2 separate regions of the Triticum aestivum genome follow, and region 1 is linked to region 2. Evidence: chromatin contacts called from public Hi-C data. All regions are on one chromosome and are shown on one strand. The core of a region is the stretch at or near the end of the contact, and the rest is flanking DNA. Distances in the headings are between cores, read along the strand shown.

Region 1 (4,268 bases), core at 1,460-3,959, 620 kb after region 2:
AAGAAAAGTCATGTCCTGCCCAATAGACCGCCATTTCCAGCTGCTAAAATCCACGCAGACGGATCGAACCACGTGTTCCCGGCAAACGTGAATCATGCACCCTGGATCAACAGTGTCGTGACAGCTAGCTTAGCATACCATGCTTGCAAACTGTGGAACAACCCAATTATATACTCATGGACCTAACTAGTACTGCTTCGTGTCAAGCAGGGCGGTTTATTCTGGAAATTTTAGAAGGGAGAACGTACACCTAGAGTACCAAGGACATTTTTCTTGTCCAAGTCGAACCAACTAGGCCCACTTGCATACTTCAATCATGTCATGCGGGAGAATATTTCATGGAAACATAATAGTTATACATGCATCTCCCATCCTCTCAACCCTAGCCGCCACCAAAGCCTTCTCCATGCCATCTCCTTGATCCTCCTCCGCTCTCCCGCCGGCGGTCTCATCGACAACAAGATGAGTTCGAAGTTGACTCTTTCGTTTTTTCGTCGGTAATACCAGGTTTGTGTTCTCTTTAGGTTTTGATTTTGTGTTAGCATCGGCGAGATGGCGTCGGCGATGAGCATTGATATAAAGCATTTTCCATAGCCGTCTCTTTTATTTTTATTTTCTTCGGTTTTACTAGGTTTGTGTTCTCTTCATGTTTTGATTTTCTGATAGCATCGGCGAGATGGCGGCGGCGATGCACATTGAAATAAGCTTTTTCGATATCTTCCTACCTCGATGACGTTTGATCCGACACGGTCGAAGGGCTTGTGAAGTATTTTGGTGTGGTGACTTCAACATCTTCTTTTCATTTGTTCAGTCATGTTTCTCCAATCCTTTGGACTTCTGATGAAGAGTTGTACCCGTGTGCTGTGGGGGGTGATGCCCCAACCGATGTTTCTTCAACAATTTCTAGTTCAAGCGGCGAGGGTGTTTGCAGGTGTCTTTTTCCTACAATGTCAATTTATTGAAATTTTCAATCTCCAATGGTCGGCGTAGCACCGAAGGAAAAAGATAACCGACATCATTTTCAGTGTAAATTTGTTTTCTATTAGTCATTTCGTATCCAATTGTCTTCTTATTTTACTAGTTATTGTTTTCTTGATAATTAACAAATCTAAGATACTTTTAGCTATTTTTTAACAAAAAAATCCAGCCACAAGGGCTAACAAACTAGTAGTAATAATAAGATTGTCAAGGAGATATACAATCGTTGTCCTTGATGATGCTGATGCCAAAGCTAAGTTAGAAACGAGCTTCGTTTGTAGAAAATTTTGTCCCGTTTGCTAGCTAATATCTGGAGTAAACTCCATTTTTATCCCCAAGTTTCAAATTTCTGACACAATGTGCTCCATTTTGCATATTTTTTACTTAATTTAAACAAACAGTTGCCACTTTCTACCCTTTTTTTGCCATTCTGACTGGTTGAGCCCACATGTAAGTATTGACTTGGCCTGCCAAATGGGCGGGTTTACTTCTTCAAACGCTTGTTGGGTTCCGGTTCTAACGGTATCAACTTTTCATGTGGCCACAACAATTAGAGCCCCGAGCATGGCACCCACTGTCCATGCCATAGAACACACGACCAATGTCAACGCCTCGCCACGCAGTTTCATCTTGGCCCGCGGAGCAACTCCGTCGGAGGAATCGACTCGCGAAGCCATGTATCACCATCAACCATTTCTTCTTTCTCGTCTCTGGTCCTGTTGGGACCGCAACTGATCTGTCGCTACAGTCGCGTCCCCGCTCTTCGTTCTCCCCTTATCGACTTTACGGTGTGGTGACGAAGCTCTTATAGCTATTCCTGAGTAGCCCTTCATCCTCGAGCTGCGACCTCACGAGCGTCAGCTTCGGTATCCTTCATTGACAATGGTGTCACTGTTTTTTAGTTCCCCTAGCTCGGCAGGGCGTCCTGGCATGTTCGTGCCGTGCCTCTATTCTTGTTTCACCACTTCCATCTCCCTCTCTTGTCCTCTATCACTCCCGAGCCGAACACACACTCGGCATATCCCCGCTTCCTGTCCACCCCGTGAACATGGGCTTACTGCCCCAGCAACGCCGCTACTCCAGCGTGCGGATGGATGACCCCGTGCAGGCGAGGAAGAGGCAACCAACAGTAGCAATACTCGTTGAAACAACTGAAAACAAAAAACGGATGCATCGAAAGAAAACGGGTTGGCCAAATTAACCAACCCGCATGGCATCCAAGTCGACACTTACATGTGGGCCGACTAGTCAGGACACAATAATAAATAAATTAAAAGGGTAAAGAATTGCAAAAGTTTGCATAAATTGAATAATAAAAATTGAAAGAAAAAAAATCTGCTGAATAGTAGGGTAGATAATGTCACAAACCTGAATCTTAGGCATAACTCTAATATTTATCCCCGTTGCTAAACCCGCACATTTCTACTACTGCCTCCAAGAAAAACGGACCATGGTAGTAGCATGTTCGCATACCATTATCCTCGGCGCTTAACCGCTCAATCCGATCCGATTCCCTGATCGCAGCGCCAAACAAGCACAGTAAACAACACGGGAAAACAGCTCACGGCCTCCCGACAACCCCAATAGTTTTCCGTTTCCGCCTGTCCCGTTCACCGCCCAGCACGCGGGGCGGGCCCGGCCGTCCGATGGCCCGACGCGAGGGGATTGGGCCGGGCGGGGCCGTCCGATTTATTCCATCTCCCGAACGTATAGACGGGAAGCAGATTCGGCTTCTAGTACTCTATACTATACTAGTCCCACTCGCGTCTTCGCTTCCCAGGCGTGGTGGGAGAGGAGAGGACGACTCGGCCGACCCGACCGACCCTCGCGCGCTCCGCCTTCCCCGCCTCGCCGTCGCCGTCGCCGAGGTGAGCGCCCAGAACCTCGCGGGCAGCTTCGATTGAGCACCAGTTTCGCTTTTAGCACCTTTTTGTTTCTCCGGAACAAAGATTGCCTGCCCTTTTTGGCCGGCCGGACGATTTGCTGCATGTGCCGGAAAGCTCTCGGCTTGGTGGGGATCTCCTGGCGCGCGTGGTTTATTAGCTCGAGGCCAGGCGTGAGCCGGGTGGGATCTTGCATTCCTGCCCGCGGCGGCGTTTCCGGGGGAGCTAACCCCGCCGTCTTGGGGCGCGTGCCATTTCGACGGCGTTTCTTGGTTCTTGCGGCGGGCGCCGTCCCGAGCAGGCAGGAAGAACTGGGGTTTTCTGGCTCTTGGCCGTATTCGTTTACTGCGATTTCCAGCCAGATTGGGGAGGTTGCTTCAGGAATTTGGCTGCTCCGCAATTCCCCCCTCTTTAAATGGTTTAGCTAGATTGTTGGGGGATCTGGATGGTTCTTGGCGAGGGTCGTGGACTCGAGGTTGCCTGTTGATTTGTTTCCTCTTTCGGGCATAAGTCTGTTCAGTTGATACTCTGAATTTTGTCGTTCCGGAGTGGTTCCTTGCTAGCTACTCGTAGTTTTTGTTTTGGCCGGCAGTGGGAATTTGGGAGTCTTGTTTTGCTACTCTGCTGTTCTGCTGCCTCCTGCGGGATGACTAACTGGATAGTGTTCATAGTTGACACGACAGCTTCAACAGCAAGATGGCTGATGTGAACATTGTATCCTATTCCATTATGTTTTCTGTATTCTACTCCTTGGCCATCGGGTTGGATTAACACTCACGTAGAAGATGAAGACGATCTATGTAGGTTTAAACATACACACAAATATTGCTCCATACTACAGGAGTAGGTAATTTTATACACAAGAAAACATGCTCCAGCCTCAGTAACTTTCTCATTCTTTCAGTTACAGGTCTACTTGTACAGACTATTGAACCATATAGATTGAGAAAAATGAGTTGGTTGGTGTTGATGAACTCTTATGCTTTATAGAGATCACCAACAGAATGCTCTATTTCCCTCTGTCACTTTCACTTCACCCAAGTCCTTGCCACAATTGCTGTGCAAGGCACACTCAAGAATACAAGATCACATCCTGCTGCATGGCCCTCCATAAGTTTCTTAGCTAGCTTCTGAATATCATCTGCCATAGTTACCAGCGAGATTGGACTGTATGAACTGTACTTTTTTGGGTGGGGGCGTGGATGGTGGGGGAATATATATGCTTGGCATTGAGTTTGGCATTGCAAATGTGGTGCAAACTAGCATAACTGGAACCTTTAAGCGTAATCACTGTGATCACTTATATTGTGCATATCTGCTAGATTTTCTTTTATCTTTATCATACTGTTTCTGAGGGCAGGCCTGGCGCCGTGGTGAAGTCCTCCCCAGTTGTGCCAAGAGGTCCTG
Region 2 (4,319 bases), core at 135-2,634:
GGCTCCGAGTTCTTGGACGAGGGCGCGGCGAGGGACTCGCAGATGGCGGTGAGCTTGGCGTCGACGGAGGCGTGGAGCGGGCCGGCCAGGTGGGCGCCGCCGCGGCGGAGCGACGGGAAGTTGAGGCGGGCGAGGTCGCCGCGGAGGCGGAAGGCGGCCTTGTCGTAGGCGAGCGCGGCGTCCTCGGCGGTGTCGAAGGTGCCGAGCCACAGCCTCGTGCGGTTCTTGGGGAGGCGGATCTCCGCCACCCACTTGCCCCAGTGGCGCTGCCGCACGCCGCGGTACAGCTTGGACTGCGCGGGCGCCACTCCGGCCAGCGCCAGCGCCGCGGCGGACGCGCGCGGCGGCGACCCGGACTGCTTCATCGGCTGCGCGCGCGGCCCAAGGAACGAGCCACCAGCCAGGCCCCTCTGCTGCTGCTGCTGCTGGACGAAGAACTGGGCCTGGATCTGCTGGATCTGGGCCGGGCCGAGCTGGGCCAGCCCCATGGATCCGTTCATGCCCGAAGCGGCATACTGCGAGGAGTAGAGCGGCGGAAGCTGCGAGAAAGACGGCGAGGCGGGCGCGGTGGTGGGCAGAGGAGAGACTGCGAACGAGGAGGCGTAGGACGACGATGGGGTGGCCATGTATGAATTTTGGGTCATGGAGGGAGAAGAGTAGTACTGGTACGGGTAGTGAGAGGAAGAGGAGGAAGCAATCGTGATAAAAGGTTCGAGTGCTTTCATGAGCTCCTGATCCGAAGCAGAGGCGGCGGAGCCGATCTGGTGCGTGCTGGTGTTGTACTTGTACATGTCTATGGCAGCGGCCATGAGGGCTTGGACAGAGGTAGAAGAAGAAGGTGATGTCGAGAAGGCCGAACCAAAAACGGAATGGAAAAAAGGAAGCTTTCTCGTGCAAGCAGAAAGAAAGAAAAAAAAGGGCCCTGTTCCTCAATAAAATTAGAGAAACGAGGGGAATAAATCGGACGAACTAGAAGGGTATTGCAAAAGAACCCTTTCCGGCCGTACCGAAGCAAAACAAGGCTGAAAAAGGGCAAGAATCCAGGAGAGAAAAAAGGTTCTCTGGATCTCTCTGTTCCTCCTAGGAGAGTGGTGAGGTTGGCAAGAAATCAAGAAGATCCCGAGCAAGAGGAGAGCGCCTCTTCCGATCTAATAATCCCAGAAGAAGCGAACCCCTTGAACGGGACCTTGGTTTCCTGTGTGTTCCTGCTGGCTGCCGCTAAAAAGACCAGAGAAGTTCAGAGAGCAAACCTGCCGCCGTCGTCGCTGCTGCTGCTGAAGGGCTCGTCAGATCGCTCAACCTCACCGTGGAGTGGGATGGGATTGTGGCTGCGTGTTGCTCGTGGGTGGTGGGGTGGGGGTTGAGGCGTCTCTCTGAGGAAGAAGAGGCGTCGCTCCGGGGCCTTTTATAGCGCCGGGCTCCGGCCGTGCGCGCAGCCGTGCAGGCGAAGCGAAGCAACCACTCAGCCGTGCGATTTGTTCGCTGCCACAAAGCGGTCTGATCGGATTAATTTCGTTAATCGTTTCTTGTTTTGTTGGGAGTTGGCGGTGTGATTTTGAAAATGAGACGTTGCTTTCGTGCATGGCGTCAGCCGACGCCGGGCAGCACGCGCGAGCCACAAGTCGCGGCCAATGAGAATCCGCCTCGTGTGCTCCCGACGCGCGGGTGATCGTCGCCGCGCTGTGGTTTTGTGCAAGTGGCGTCGCGCCATTGGGTGGTGGTGCGCTCGCTTGACCTCAGAGTGTGCTGCGCCTGCCCTTTGTGCTCTGCTCCGGGAACTCGGCTTCTGCGTTGCACCAAGAGCTGCGAACCCCTTGCTTAAAGTAAGGAGCTACAGTAAATCATTTTTCACAGTTTTTCTATGATGGTTTTGTAATTTGTGTCTAACTCTTGTTTATTATGTCTATATATAGCAAGAGAATGAAACAAGATGATGAGAAAACTAATTCTTGCAATATCTTACCGAAAAAGGCTTTCGCCCCGCTTTATATATAAAGCAATAACCATCAACAAGCCGATACAAACACACGCCACCCCAACACACGCACACACTTAAGGCTAGATACATAGGCGCTGAGCGCAGCCACACCACCCCTATCGCTACAAGAGCTACCAGGGTCCTCAACCGTGAACACCACCGCGAAGAGACGAAGCCACATACGACGAACCGTGAGCTCCAAGGCGGCGCCTTCAAGAAGGTCACGGCACCAGAGCTCCGCCACCGCCCGATCCATGGATCAGGGTTTTCCCTGGAGCAACACGAAGGACAATGAGGACCGCGACGACGCCTTCAAGAAAGGAACGAACTCGCCGCCGCCGGCCTGCCGGAAGACAGAACAGGTTTTCACCCCGGCCAACACACACCGCCCCTGGCAAGGTACGAACGCCGCACCACCGCCACCGATCGACGCACCCCAGCCACCATGCCGCCCACACGGCCATGGCCACCGGGCAGCACCTGAGCCACGGGCTCCGCCCACGAGCACCGTGCTCCCACCTCCAAAGCCGCCGCTCCGGAATCCAAGACCACCCCAACCCCTTCAACCAGAGCCACCGACACAGCAGTCGAAAAAAGCACACCCTTTTGGGAAAGAACGGGGCCCAGCCGGCCGGAGCAGGGCAGGGGAAGCCATCGGAGGCTGCCAGCCGCGCCGCAGCCACCACGCCATTTCATGACCCGGGGCCAGGTCTCCGTCGCCACTCCCGGCAACAGCAAGACCCGAAGGCACCCCTGCCAACTCCCCGAAGCGCCCCTGCCACCATGGCCAGCCACAGACGAAGTCGAGCCGCCGTGCTCCACCTGCCGAGCGCACCTCCATCCGCAGCTCCGAGCACCCCAAGAATCAGGGGAAGGTAGGTCGAACCGACGCTACTGCGCCGCCATCCCAACCAGCCAGAGTGGCCTCGGTCGGGGCAGCCGCCCGCAGCCCAAGCCACCCGTAGCCCGCGTTGTGCCGAGGCCAGATCTGGCCGAGCCGCCGCGCCGCCATCGCGTCCGCCGTCCCTGACCTCAAGCACACGCACAACCACCCACCTCCACCAGCCCGGAAGGTCATGGCAGAGGTGGCCGCCCGCTGGCCACGCCGCCCTCGGCCCGCGCCACCGCAGGGCCAGATCCGGCCGACACAGCCGCATCAGACCCCGTGCGTGCCCCGCCACCACGCAGCCCACCGCGCCCGTAGCAGATCCCTGCGCCGTCGCCCGCAGAGCCGTCGTCGCGCCGCCACGTCCTGCGTTTCGCGGCGCCCCGGCTCGACAGCGCCGGCCCGCGCCAGCCCCTGCCTCACGAGGGGGTGAGAAGACCCTGCCGCCGCCGCCGCCGGTCGGGCTTCGCCCGGACGCGCCCTTTGGCGGCGGCAGGAGGAGGAGGAGTAGGGGAGAGGAGGTGAGGCGGCTGGCGGCTAGGGTTCCTCCCCTGCCGCCCGCGGGAGCGCCAGAGGAGGAGGAGGCTCGGTCTTTTGGAAACAATTTGCGAGCGCCAAATTCTTGCAATATCTTAGGCCAGTCCTGGAGAGAAAGGAAAAAACATGTGTTTTGGCAGGGTTAAGAAAAAACACGTTGGCCATGCATGTTGGGGCCGTGCTAGACTACGTATGAAGGGGTTTTCCTCCCCTAACCCTAGGCGGCTAGGGCGAACACTCCCCTTCAAACTTCATCGGCGAGTTTGTGGATTTGCCTCCCCTCTACCTGCCACTCTAGCGGCCGGTGATGGGGAGGGGAATCCCGGCGCCTTCGCTCTGGTTAGTAGTTTAGATTAGTTTAATTTGTCCTCGCAAATGCGGCGCTCGGGTGATGGTGACACTTCTTCTTTGAGTTTGTCTTCCGGGCACCGATCTTCCTCGAGTTCGTCCGTCTGGACGTAGTCGACGAAGCTCTAGCGTAGATTCTTGTCGTCTCCTTGGGACGGTGATGTTAGGGTTTCTCATCGCGTGGCGAGATTTGGTGTGAGGTACTTCAGATCTATGCAAGGATTTAACGGCGTTAATTGCGGCTCCAGGGCATTGGTCCATAGGGGAACATGCACTGCTCGGCTGTCGTCGACAAGATCAAGCCAACTTCGGTAGGGGAGCGGTGACAGCGGCACGTCGGCGGCTCGTTCTGGCGGCAGAACTGATCGTTCAGTGGTCTTGGAATCTCATGTAATTTTTATTATGGTAGGATATTTTATACTTCCATGAATTTTTTATAATAGATTTGATCCTTTAAAAAAAAGGTAATTAGGACATTGCAGTGGTTGTTCTTTACTGGATTTTTTTTTCTTACACAGTTCATAGAAAAATAGAAATAGTCGTTGCTAGATGGTCTACGGATCTTGATGT

What was found. A called contact is a pair of places that touch in the nucleus more often than the background predicts.
Region 1: a Hi-C map of leaf shows a contact between it and region 2, with 6 times the contacts expected there. The contact joins the promoter of LOC123145453 here to the promoter of LOC123145449 in region 2. A contact is called at or near these places in 3 of 5 Hi-C or Micro-C datasets (all in leaf).

What each region holds. Positions count from the first base shown.
Region 1 is chr6D:410,965,961-410,970,228 of IWGSC CS RefSeq v2.1, forward strand. It overlaps LOC123145453 (phosphatidylinositol transfer protein 3), which reads left to right and starts at 2,710. Exons shown (of 7, transcript XM_044564870.1): 1 at 2,710-2,846; 2 at 4,222-4,268.
Region 2 is chr6D:410,349,971-410,354,289 of IWGSC CS RefSeq v2.1, forward strand. LOC123145449 (ethylene-responsive transcription factor RAP2-4) reads right to left here and starts at 1,385. Exons shown (of 1, transcript XM_044564862.1): 1 at 1-1,385. The coding sequence starts at 809.